Regions from separate parts of the Monodelphis domestica genome. Here region 1 is linked to region 2. Evidence: chromatin contacts called from public Hi-C data. All regions are on one chromosome and are shown on one strand. Each heading gives the region's core, a stretch centred on a gene start, on an enhancer-like site or on the middle of the called end of the contact. The rest is flanking DNA. Distances are from core to core; before and after follow the strand shown.

The links. Hi-C and Micro-C count contacts between places; a contact is called where the count stands out from the background.
Region 1: a contact with region 2 is called in a Hi-C map of limb, with 7 times the contacts expected there. The contact joins the promoter of TBL1X here to the enhancer-like site in region 2. A contact is called at or near these places in 2 of 2 Hi-C or Micro-C datasets (limb and spleen and liver).

What each region holds. Positions count from the first base shown.
Region 1 is chr8:227,655,375-227,662,484 of mMonDom1.pri, forward strand. It overlaps TBL1X (transducin beta like 1 X-linked), which reads left to right and starts at 3,867. Exons shown (of 17, transcript XM_056808020.1): 1 at 3,867-4,776.
Region 2 is chr8:227,496,313-227,502,820 of mMonDom1.pri, forward strand. No RefSeq gene overlaps it. Among named protein-coding and RNA genes, the nearest start is that of TBL1X, 160 kb to the right of the region's middle. Within about 2 kb of position 4,744, at least 1 of the 2 cell types and tissues checked has open chromatin away from gene starts, as enhancers often do. A contact at or near this core is called in limb, where this site is marked.

The DNA.
Region 1 (7,110 bases), core at 2,617-5,116, 160 kb after region 2:
CTGCAGGTCTAGTCTTCTATTCACTGGATCACCTAGCTGCCTAGGTATAATTAAATATAATAAATTCAAACTATAAGAGGAACCCAAAAGCTAGAATATTGTAAACAGTTTGTAAGAGGAAACCAAATGCTGGAATAGAGGACCAGCATTATAAATATGGTTGGGGGATCTTGGGTTTCTTATATTGATTACACGGTGAGTCTTCGGTACTTATTATGGGCAAAAAATTGTTTATAAACAACATCAAGTAAAAATCAATGCAACCACCATCCCTCCACTAATTGGGTTATTATTACAGAGGAAAGCAAGAACATATTCTGACTTAACCCTTCCATATCCCAGGCGTTGCTGCATAATACTTTCACTCATTCCCCTTTCCTTGTTGCTAGCTTAGCCCTGAAATTTGGTATGTACAAGTGGCCAGGGGTGATGGGGATTTTATGCTGGGTAGAGTAAAGAACATTTTCTTTGACTTATTTACTTATGGTTGGTTCTTAGAGCAATAGCATTACAAAGTACATCTGAAATGACTTTTTTTTTAATTTACTAGCAAGACTGATCTCTGTATACTGTCTGGAGCTTTTCATTTTATGCAGGAAAAGCAATCATATTAGAATCATATAACCAGAGAATTTTCAAGTGGGAAAAGACCTTAGAGATTATCCATTCCAACCTTTAAATTACAACTTGATTAGGTACAGTACTTTTCCCACTTGCCCACAACGTTACAAGGTCCCTTAAAATTCATCTCATAAGTAAAATGGACCTAGAAAGAGGAACCTGAAGGCTGACATTATTTCTTCAACTTATAGCAGTAAAGGAAACCAAGGATCTCAGTGGTCAACAACAGAGCTGGAAAGAACAGCTTATTATAATGCTTTTTCTACCAGGCCAGCCATGAAAGAAAAAAAAGAAAAGAAAAAAGAAAATACTGACCAATATATCAAGAGTTTTAAAGAGTTCAGGATGGGCCTAGCGAGAATTGGGCTCCAGAGCTAATGAAAACCAGACTGTAAGTAAGTCTAATGAGAAATTTAATATATACGCCTTCCTATTCCCTTTTTGTTTGATTTTTTTATGTGAATGTTTGTGGGAGGAATATTGAATGCATTTGCTGCTGATAGATTCTTGTGTTCTTTTAACAGAGAATAGGGGGAAGTAGCCCATAGAGCATGTGTATTATTTATTGAGTGGTTATTGCTGTTAGTGCCTTATCCTACTCTATTTTATGTGCCTGCCTTCCTTCCTTCCTTCCTTCCTTCCTTCCTTCCTTCCTTCCTTCCTTCCTTCCTTCCTTCCTTCTTTCTTTCTTTCTTTCTTTCTTTCTTTCTTTCTTTCTTTCTTTCTTTCTTTCTTTCTTTCTTTCTTTCTTTCTTTCTTTCTTTCTTTCTTTCTTTCTTTCTTTCTTTCTTTCTTTCTTTCTTTCTTTCTTTCTTTCTTTCTCCTAACTCTCTCTCCAACACAAGTACCAGTCCACTTGGAGGTCAAATAACTTGAGCTTCAGTTTCCTTCCCTGTAAAATGGGAATGATCATCCTTTCTTTTTGTAGGATAGAGAAAAGATAATATCTGAGAAGCAACTTATAAATTGGCAAGCATCACATAAATTATGAGTTATGTTATTCTTATTTAGTGGCACAATCAGGACTAGAACCCACGTTTCTGACTCAGTTGAATATGCTTTCTATTTCATTCCACTGCCTTCCTTTTTGCCTAAGACCTGCCCCTTTCCTATAATAATAGACTATCAATGAAGAATCAGTAAATTAGATTAATGTAACAGTTAATCTAGGTTCTTAACCAGAACAGGATGAAAGGAAATAGGCTAACATTTCAGTGGGATGGATTATGCCTAACTTCATTATGAGGGAAAAATTCTAGAAACATCTTTCTGTGGAAAATTTAGTTAAATGAATAACCAGATCTCTTTTGGAAGGGTCAAGGGCACTGGAAGGAGCAGAGGAGCAAGTCTATGTCCAGCTGTTGGTGTTCTCTTGTACCTCATGTCCTTCCTCCATTGCACTAGGGAAGCTGAAGATGGGTTCTGGAATGGGTCCAGGAATTGAACTAATTGCCTCCGCAATGTCTACTATGTCTTTCACATGGAATGGTTGTTCTTATTTGGGGAATGAAGGAGGAAGTCTAGAGTCTTGATCCACTCCAGCAGGGATGAATGGTCTGAGTTTCACCCCATTTCGAGGGTCTTTTGTCCATAAGTTTGCTCCCCTTTTCTCCTCTGCCATTGAATTTGCCCTAGGTGCTAGAATTCTTATTTACAGGTCTGTGTGAGTGTAATTCTGCCAGAAGATAAGACAGATAACCTTTCAATATTCCCTCAGGGTCCTTCCACTGAAGTAAGTCTAAGAGATAAATGGTTAATTTCAATAAAAAATCCATTCATTGTTTTTTCCCCAAAATTCAAGTAATTATCATCAGACGTTATTAAAAAGCCAGGATGAATGCTGAATTCTATTCATTAGCTGGGTATTGTTGCTGTAACCTGGCTGCAAATTCTGTACAGGTAGCCAGAAAGCTTATTCATATGAGCATTTCTACAGATTCTTCATCATTTAAGTATTGGCACCGGCTAAGTAAGTTGAAATAGAAAGGCAAGTCATTTACCAAGTTCAGTCCTCTGACAAAGCAACTAACAAAATCCTGGGCTCCCAGGCTGGAGGGAGGGTTTGTTTTGCTGCGCAGCTAATAGAGAGTGTGTGGTACCAGAGGAATGTGTCACAGTAATGCAGAGAGCTGTAATGATGTCAACTTGTTATTTACTTTCCAAATCTGAATGACTGAGCAAGGCGAAAGGAGAATCAATCAACCACAATGTGACCCTACAGGCGGAAAAAACACAGCACTCCCACCAGTAAGCGATTGGGGGAAGGGAAGCACATGTAACCAGGGCAATGTTGCATCATTTACTTGCATTGGTTTTGTATCGCACCCTTCTTTTTTCGATTGAATGTAATACCTCAGTATCAATCTGTACAAATCCAGGGGACAAATAAGGAAAGAAGGGCAGGTTCAAGGCAAAAGAACATCAACAAAACCTTTTGGGGGTCTTGAATTGCAAGTGATACATAATAAAAATCCATTCTGCTGATTCACAATTATGGAGACTGTGTAAGTCTATATTTTTGATGTGTTCTAATGATGGTGTAGACACAATCGTTTTGCATCCTTCGTGATTGATAATACTACGATGGCATTTGCATTTTTCATGTTTACATTTTTGATAAGGGACCTGCCCCGTCCAAAGTAACGATTTTTCTCTTCTCGCAGACAAATAGATCAAATAAGGTAATGCTGTGGATTGCTAAGTACAGTACTAGCCACTTATTACAAGGCTTACCACCCTCCCCTCCCCCTCCCCCAAAGCCAAACCAGACCACCCCACCGTCCTGAAAATGTAGGATCCAGGCAACCCCCCCCCCAATGTATTTTGGAGTATTTGTTTAATTGGATTAAACTCACAAGGGCTAGGTGAGTGCCCCATGCTTGGAGGAGGGAGAGAGAGAGCCCTAGAATTGGGGAGTTAGATCTGTGTAAAGTAAACCAGGAGAAAGAAAAATACTTTGTAAATAACTATCTGAAACCTGGAGAAGATAATGCAAACCAGTGTGGAGGCTGGAACGCCTTTCCACCCTAGGAGCAGCAGCAGCAGCAACAACAACAACAATAACAACACCAGCCCCACAACCTTCCTCTCCCAGAACCCCCTTCCATATGCATATATGCCTTATTTCATCCACATATGTACACACTATTGCTCATCCACCCGGGCTTATTTTGCAAAACTGCACACAACAGAGCTCATATATATTTTTTCAAACGAGGGGGAGGGGAGGTGTTTTCAAGCAGCCGAATTTTAGAAGGGAACAATCTAAATGCTGGCTGTGTTAGGATAGTTGGGAATTATTTTATTTTTTTCTATTTTTGCCCTCCCCCCACCCCCCGGGGTGGGGTGGTGATTGGCTGGGTTCTTGTCTAGTTGTGGTTTAAGTTTCTTTTTCTTTCTTTCTTTTTTTTTTGCAGGAGGGGGGAGGGGTTGCATTTTGGAGAGGGTGTGTGTGCAATAGGGAAAAAAAAAAGGTGGTTCCCCACCCCACCCCTTCTTTGCCTAGTTCAGGTCAGCGTGCTGGATTTTTTTTCCCCCTAGGAGGTCACTCGCTGACTGTCTCTGTCTCAGTCTCAGTGTGGATCTCTTGTCTCTTTTCTCTTTCCGAGGGGTAGCTGCTTCTGTTTCTGTCTCCCTCTCCACCCTCACCCTCTTCTCTGTCTCTCTCTCTCTCTCTGTCTCTCTCCCCCTCTCTCTCTCCCTCCCTCCCTCCCTCTCCCCACCCCCACCCCTCACCTCGTACACACAGACACACACACACAGACACACATCAAACACTAACTCTGCTAATGAATTAGTGAGCCGCAAGCAGCCAAGCAGCAGCACCTCCTGACCGCCATTCCGCACCCAAAAAAAAAAAAACCCAAACCAAAAAAAAAAACTTTCCATTTTCCTCTTCCCACTCTCTGGGACTTCCTTTGCATTTCGGTGTGTGCAGAGGGGGGAGGAGGAGGAGGAGGAGGAAGAGGAGGGGGAGGGGGGAGAGTTGGGATTTACAGTCTCCTTTAACGCTTGCTGGGACCTTGGAAAAAAAGAAGAGTTACACCATGTACAGCAAGTGAAAGAAAAGTCTTGTGTGTTTCCAACAGAAGTTGAGGCTTTTACCCCGCTGCTTCCAGGAGTGAAAAGCATTGCCTTTAATATACTTGGAGTGAGGTGAGTTTGGAGGGCTGATTATTCATCACTTAGACCTTTTTGGGGAGGGGGGAGAAAGAGACAGAGTGAGTGAGAGACAGAGATAGAGAGAGGGAGAGGGAGAGAGGGGGAAGGGAGGTGGAGTGTGTGTGTATATATGTGTGTGTGTATTGCAATTTTCTGATCAACTGGCCCCTGCTTGCCATGCCTCCCCCCCCCCCCCATGCAACAGACTTCCCCGGGTTCTTTTTTTTTTCTTTTTTTTTGGTGGTGGTTATTATTTATTTATTTTGCTCGTCCCACCCCCCCACCCCCCAATGGATTTATGGCTCTGTTTCTCCTAGGATTCCCCACGTTTTGCTCTTGAGTATCTATAGTGTGTGTTATGTGGTTTTGTTGTCTTAAATCATCTGGACAAAAGTGGCTGGCTTTCTCCAAGGAAAGGCTTATAATTGTGATTATTTTGTGATTGTTGGCTTAGGTTTGGAGACGGTGGTGAAATTTTTAAGGCTTTTGAACAATAACAAAATGTGTTAGCTCCTGAAGTGCTCCTGAGACTGGCTTTTTTTTCCCTCCCCCCCTTCTCCCCGTCTTTGTTTTGGGCTGGAAAAGAAAGATCAATAAGTTTGGAGCAGAGTTTTTGGAATAATCACTTGGCTTTCAGGGGCTGTATTTTTAATTGGGAAAACTGCTAAATGTAAGGTATTCACATTGCAGATGGTGTGGAATTTCCACCAGCCCAGGGTGGGGGAGGGGAATCCCATTCATCTACAGTATTAGCTACAGCAAGGATTGGAATTACACTCGAGAAAATGGATCAAAGTGGAACTCCAAGGAGTTAAATAAGTTCGTGGGTGTGCATGTCTGTGTGTTTTTTGAAGCACAATTCGCCGTACTTGTCAAGTAACTTGAAAGCCACTCTTCCCCTCCCCCTTCAGCAAACTAGTGGGAACAGTGCTCAATGTTATGAAATAGATGGAGGGTGGCTTTTATTAAAGTGTGTGCCGGAGGTTGCCCACTTCACCAGAAAACAAAATTGCAGACCTGTTGCTTACGTTGTTAATGGCACAAGAGGACTCGCTGGAGTTGTGCATTTCAGGGCCCCCGCCGCCGGAATCGCCACCCCCTTCCCAAAGGGTGGGCTCGCCCCGGAGACACCCTCGGCTTCCCAAGCCTGGGACTGCCTGCCTCCGTCCCAGCAACTCCTGCACTCACGGCTTGCCGATTTCTCCGCTTTGCTACTTTGGGACGGTTGGGATCCGGCCAGTCATTTTGATATCTGACTTCCTAGGGTTTCCTTTCACCCATCCTGGGGGCGGGGGAGGGGAGGGGGCCTGGGAGAGGAGGCTGCCCCCCCCCCCCCACGCCGGACCTGTTTAATAGCATATTATTCTAGTCTCTAAGCCATTATTGCTGTGAAAATACTAAAAGTTAGACGTCTGGGGATTGCATTTCAAGTCAATAACACTGTTGGGGGTGTGTGTGAGGGAGGGGGACAGAAACAAACTCCGATCCGATCCGTGAAATATTTCTTAATTTCTACAAAGGCTCCCCCCTCCCCCCCTTATTACATGATATTTTTCTTTTCCTGCAGGCACCAGAACTCACTTTTAACCTGAAAGGGGGAGGGGCATAGCGACCGAGCTGAGGGGGAGGGCGAGAGAAACCTTTCTCCCGGGCCATGTGTACTTACCTTCCAAAAAGGCCACGGCCCTTCATTATTTTTTACAAACCACAGGGTGTGCAGCTATCTTAGGACCTACTAGCATTAGGAAAAAACCAACAACAAACATGCACACACAGTCGATATAGTGTGAGATAATGAGGACTTTAATATGCTCATTATTTTGAGATGCAAAATTGACTAGATAATGTATATTTCAGGGGAAATTTACAACTGGGTATATAGACAACGTAGGGTGATAATAACCCCCCTCCCCCCTGGAGGGGGCTGACTGGGCACAGATCCTTTCCTTGAACCTAACTGATCACTTGCCCACACTTGGAAACTTCACACACCTGTGGGACAAACATGGTAAGTTTTATCTCGCTGTCCCGCGTGTGTTTAGGCCTCAGGGGTGTCACGGGCGTCCTGCGTGTGCCCCGAGGGTTCACCTGGGAAGAGATTTGCCCCCAAACAAGCCTTCAGGAGCCCAGACGCCTTCTGAAAGATCATTTGGAGAAGAAAGTGGATGTAAAATATTTCATAACATTATTTAAATGTTTTTGCCCCTTATGAAAGTCACCCCGATCTAGGTAGGAGGAAATTGATTTCTTTGAAAAGAAAGGGGTCAGCAGACTGTGTCCTCCACTCTGGGAACTTTTGTGAATGAATGGGGCCCCTCCGGTGGGCTG
Region 2 (6,508 bases), core at 3,494-5,993:
ATTTACCCCATTTTACTTCTTTTCCCATTTCTCTTAATATTACCCTCTTTTCACCCCAATTTTAGTATTTTTTTGATATATCATCCTAAACTGCTTACTACCATCCCCTCTATGTATACTTCTTCTAATTACTATGATACTGAAAACAATTTTTAACAGTTACAGATATTGTCTTTCCATATAGAAATAAAAACCATTTGACTTTAATTGAAGCCCTTACATTTTTTTCTCTTTCTTGTTTACCTTTCTATACTTCTCTTGAATTTTGTATTTGGGCATCAAATTTTCTCTTTAAGTCTGGGCTCTTCTTCAGAAATGCTTGGAAATCTGTTTTATTCAATTGAGTTCCTATTATTTTGAAAAGAAAATATAAAATTCTCTTATTATATAAAGCTCCTTATAGCCTGGTTCCTTCCAACCTCTCCATTACTCTTAATACTTTATTCCCTGTCACTTGCTTATGATTCAGCTACATTGATTCATTTGCTGGTGTTTTGTTTTGTTTGAGTTTTTTTGCATAGTAAATTCCATCTCTTTTCCATGTCTTTGAACTGGTTATCTGCCATGCTTGGTATCCTCTGCCTCCTCAAGGTTTCCATACTTTTAAGATTGAGCTCAAATCCCCTTCTTCTACAGAAGGCTAGGGAGACCAAACTGCTAGTGTTTTTCCCTATTATTTTCCATCTACTCTGTATATATCTTATATTTACAGGCTTACCTCAGAGATATTGTAGGTTAGGTTCCAGACCACCACAATAAAGTGAGTCACATGAATTTTGGGGTTTCCCAGTGCATATAAAACTTATATTTATATGACACTGTGGTCTATTAAATGTGGATTAATATTATTTCAAAAAATGTACATTTCTTAGTTTAAAATACTTTATTGTTTTAAAAAATGCTAACCATCGTCTGAGCCTTTAGAGAGTCTTCATCTTGCTGGTGGAAGGTCTTACCTCCACATTGATGGCTAGTATGGGGTGCTGGTTGCTGAAGGCCAGTATGGCTTCATTTTTATTCGTATTTAAAACAAAACAACAATAAATTTTGCCAAATCAACTGGCTCTTCCTTTCACTTGCACATTTAGAGGCCATTGTATAATTACTAATTGGCTTAATTTCAATATTGTTATGTGTTGGGGAATAAGGAGGCCAGAGGATAGGGAGAGAGATGGGAGAACTGATGGTCCAGTGAAGCAGTCAGAACATATACAATATTTCTCAATTAATTTTGTTGGTTCTTACAGGCACAGTCTATGATACCCCAAAATAATTACAAGAGTAGCATCAAAGATCACTGATGACAGATCACCATAACAGCTATAATAATAGCTTTAACAACAGTGAAAAAACTTGAAATGGTGTGAGAATTAACAAAATGTGGTAGGGGGACTTGCTGTGGGGAAACTAGTGCCCACAGACTTGTTAAACATAGGGTTGACACAAACTTTCCATTGTAAAAAATACAGTATCTTTTGAAGGGCAAGCAAGGTATGCCTGTACCCAGTCGTTTATGTATGTCTTTCTCTTCTCAATATTAACTCCTTGAAGTAGATACTGTTTTTGCCTTTAGAGTTTATTAACTGCTCAAGTGACTAACTGAAGTCTTATCTCAGCTATCCTAGCTCCCTGAGGTCTTTCCTTCCCCAACTTAGTTTCCTCCTCCTTCTTCATGTCATAGTTTGGGGTCCCTTCACAATTCTTGGCTCCCCTGAGCTTAGGCAGGCAAATGGTAGCGGATGGAGGACTGAACTAGTCCGCTGGAAATCTTGGATTCAAATCCTGCTTGCCCACTTATGTATCCATAGACAAATCCTTTCATGGGTTTTAATAGAAACTGTCCAGGAGACAGAATGTTGCGTGTGTCCTTTCAGCCTAACTCTTGGTTTTGTCATCTGTAAAATGGGGGCAATGGTAGCACCTACAAATCACAGGATCGATGTAAGTGAGAAAATACATGTAAACGTTTTGGTAAGCTTACATAATGAGGAGCTGTGGTTATTATTATCTTGTGCATAAACTAGTCCTCCATCAAAGAGATCCAGGAATACAGCTGTCACATGAGTGGATTGCTGGCGCTAAGAGTGCCAGGGACTGTACTTTGCCCCCTCCCCCACCCCCCATATCCCCGCGGCTATGTCCTCCTTTCAGAGTTGCCTGACCCTGGCATTCACAAAGTCATAACACAGTGCAACCGCAGCTACATAGCAGCCAGAGTGCAGAAGGGATGCGATTTCTCTTTCCACACCCCTCCAGGCATCAAGGCTTTTAAAGTGCTCTTACAAAGCCTGCTCCTCCCACAAATCAAGACCATCTTTCATCTTTCATTTATGGAGACAGCCAATATCACCCCACCCCACCCCACCCCCCAGCCCCAAGAAACTTTGCCGTCTATGACACGTATACAAAATCCACCCCCCCCCCCCGTTTGCAAATTCACAAACCAGCCAGCTAAAATATACGTGTGACTTTTTTTTAAGCTCCTCAAAGTGCAAAACGACAATTTGCTAAAACTCGAAAACCCAGGAAACCCACGCCCATAAGGCAGCCTCCCCTAGAATGCCTGAATCTGATCCTTCCCCCTTTCCCCTCCCCCAGCTCCCAGACAAAGCCTGAAACCTTTTGGAGGAGTTGCATAACCTGGCACAGAGGAACGAATGGTTTTTTGTGTATTTTTTTTTCATCTGGCTTCACGTTATGGGAACAGATTGTGAACTATATGTTTGCCAATTTCTTTCCCCTGAGCCAGAACCATTTTTAAGTTATGTGTGCACAAAATGGCATTTAAAGGACTTAACTATCTCTAAAGTGGGAAAAAGAAAGGGCAGAACCCCCCCCCAACCACACACACACACACACACACATGCACATACAACTTGCACAACCTACGTCAGAAAGACTGATCCAAAGGAGTTTTTTTTTTTTCCTTTTGGGATTTGTTTTGGGGTGGGTTTGGGTTTTCTGTTTGTTTTCTTTTCTAGTGTGGGGGCAGGGAGGCGGAGGGAGTGGTGAAGTAGGCTTACTGGCAGCTACTGAATAGTTAGTAACCTAGAAAGGGCGTATTTTTGTTCGGATTTATCCTGTGGGGGAGGGGAGGTTAGCAAACTGTCTTGTCTAGCTAGAAGAGGTCTTTTAACCCGGGGTCTATGAACTTGGTATTTTTTTAAATGCTTTATAACTGTATTTCTGTATAATTAGTTTCCTTTGTAATCTTGGGCATTTTATTTTGTGCATTTAAAAAACATTATTCTAAAATAAATAAATAAAACATTATTCTGAGAAAAGCACCATAGGCTACCACAAGCTGCCAAAAGGGGTCAATTACACAGAAAAGCTTAGTGTAACTTTCTGCATAATTGGTTTCCTTTGTAATCCTATGTGTTTTATTCATTTCAAAAGCATTATTCTAATGTTACATGTAATTGGGAGATATTTAATGAAATAAATAGAAATGTATTTTTAAAATATTATGCTGAGAAAGGGTCCAAAATCTACCCCAAGCTGTCAAAAAGGTCAATTATACAGAAAAGGTTAATGTAACTTTCAGTATAATTGGTTTATTTTGTAATCCTATGTATTTTATTTTAGACATTTAAGAACATTATTCTAATGTTATATGGAACTGGAAATGTTCAATGAGGTAAATGAAAAATCATACATATTTTTAAAAATTAAAAACATTATTCTGAGAAACGGTCTGCCAGGCTGCCAAAGGAGTCAATAACACAGAAAAGGTTAATATAACTTTCAGAATGATTGGTTTCCTTTGTAATTCTATGTATTTTACTTTATGCATTTAAAAACATAATTCTAATATTACATATAATTGGAAATGTTCAAAAAAATAAATGAAAAGTCATATATATATATTTTTTAAATAAAAAACATTATTCTGAGAAAGGATATACAGGCACCCCAGGCTGCCAAGAGTCAGTAACACAGAAAAGTTAGCATAACTATATTTCTGTATAATTGGTTTTCTTTGTAATCCTATAGATTTTATTTTATGTATTTAAAAATATTGTTACATGTAAATTGGAAAATATTTAATGAAATAAAAAATAAAAAACATTCTGAGAAGGGGTCCATACCAACTTGACAACGGGTTAATACACAATAAAGGTTAGTGTATCCTGGATGTACCCCAATAGTTTAGAACATCCTCTTCCCACTGGAAAGTGTCATAATATATTTGTAAACAATAACAAATGTTTAACTAAGTTTCCTGTTATTTATTATCAAGGAAGATTGGGGTCATTTTTGTCAGTAATTTATAATATTTAAAATAATAATAAAAGACCCAGACCTTTTTTGTGATCAAATTTTTCAATCCTTTTTTATTATCTTTTAAAATAAGGCCTTAATTAAGTCTAAAAGGAGATAGCCTATGTTTGATTTGCATTCAGAAAATTTAGTGTGTTTTAACATTGTCTGGTTAGGCTGAAAAGGAAACTGTAAATTTATACAGTCTGGTAAAAATATTTGGCATTTGCATCTTAATGAGTCTCTGGAATGGAAGCTGGTCTGGGCTGGTCTCTTCTCCCCTCCCCCTTCCTCCTTCCTCCTCCCACCTCCTTCTACTCCCCTCCCCCTCTTCTTTTTCCTCTCTTCCCCTCCCCCCTCCCCTCCTCCTCCAGCTCCACTCCCCGCCCCCACCATTCGCACTCCACCTCCCGTACAGCGGAGCCGTGTGCGAGCTGGCTGCCGCTTCCCCTCCCCCACCGCTACATATTACCATCCAAATTCTGTGCTGTCTAGAAAGGTCACGTGACCCTCATCAGTCTCCTGGGGTGGAGGAGGGGAAGCAGCTTGAACCTGTTCTTTGTTAAGAGGTCAACGCCAGCTCCCAGAGCAGGAAAAGAATTACCGAAGAGTTTCGAAAAGCTGGGCACTCACTTCTACGGGGCGGGGGGTTGGGGGTGTGGAAACACCGCCTCGAATTGCTTTAGGGAGACGGGGCGTGAATCCTCTCCAGTCTTTGATGTGACCCTTCCCCCCCCCCCCCCCCCGGCAGGAATCTAGTTCTGTGTGCCCCCCACACACATTGGGATTCTAGCACCCCCAAGGGTCTGGTAGGTTTAAAGGGCCTTTGCAAAAAGAGATCCCTCCCTTAAGGGAACTGAGAATGGAGATAATAGATAAACCCAGGAGAAACCAGGAAGAACTGGCTATTGCTGAGTGGGTGTGGGGTACAAAGGTAAAGAGCTGTGGGTCCCGAACGTTAGCGAGGAAGACACGGTGGAGGAGGGGAAGGGTGGTAAGAAAGGAAATTCCTGCATCAACATTTGAAGCCTTAGTTTTTAAGCAGAGAACAAAAGCGGGAGGGGAGGGCGTTCCCCCCCACCCACCCCGAAAGGGTCTGACCTCCCCTGGGAGCCCTGCAGCCAAAGTTTGGAGGTCTGTTCCCACCTAGTCAACTTGTAATTAAACCTGTGAGAGAGAAACCAGAAAAGTGTTATGGCCGGTTAATTATTCTTTTGCATCTATAAACGGTGACCTCTGAAGTCTCATATTGTGAAATTGTTTCAAAAGAGGATTTTAGGTTGTTATCTAAGAAGCTCGGTCTTAACCCTTTAATCATGTTACGAAACACCGGTGTCTCGGGAGAGCATTGCTCCATGAAGTCTTTACTTCCCTTTGTTCTCAACTCTTGAAAACATTTTCTTCACCTACTTCGCGATTGTGGGCTCAGTGATCAATTGCAGAAATACAGCCCTAACCCAGACACTCCGACTTCCTTTTCTTCTCTCAACCCTCATTCTAAGGCTCCGATAAATGATCCTCTCTGCCTCGGCTAACGTGTGTGCGCGGGGGAGAAGGGTTTGGGGGCTTGCTATTTTGTTGTCGTTGTTGTTTTTAACCCCGTTGGATAAGTTTCCTGTGGTTAAGATAAAAATGTTAGGGAAGGAACTCTGAGCCAGAGGCAGGTCATTCTTGTCCTTTAACCTCTAAGAAGAGAAAAGGGTGGGTTAAAAGGTCAAGGGAAACAATTGAAATGCTTCATTTGCTTGAATAGCATTGGCAAATAAACTTATCCAAGAGATTTAGAATGATACTTTTAGGGGATTGTCTACCTTCCCAATGGCTGTACACAAGGACAAAGAATCTACTTTTTTGTGAGGAGGGAATACTCACTCTTCTTAGAAACATGCATATTTTAACAAGAGTAGTGGGTGATTGTAGTTTATATAATTTTTGTGACATTAAATCCCCAAGTTCACTTCCCATGAATTCATTATTTGGAAAATCAGGGACATTCAAAAATAGTAAAGGGGCAAAAGAGATTCACACCTGTTCTAAATTATTAATAAATGCATCATCCCCAATGGAATGATGTTTTTATTCCTGGAGGTTTTATCTGCATTTGACTTGCTATTATTGAATTGGCTAGTTCTCAACTTTTTTAATGCCTATAAACTAAGTATATAGGAAAACCTCTTTCCAAATAGTTTTAAGTGAATTCCCTCTGTCACCCTAAACTTTAGTCTGGAATATAAAAAGAAAAATA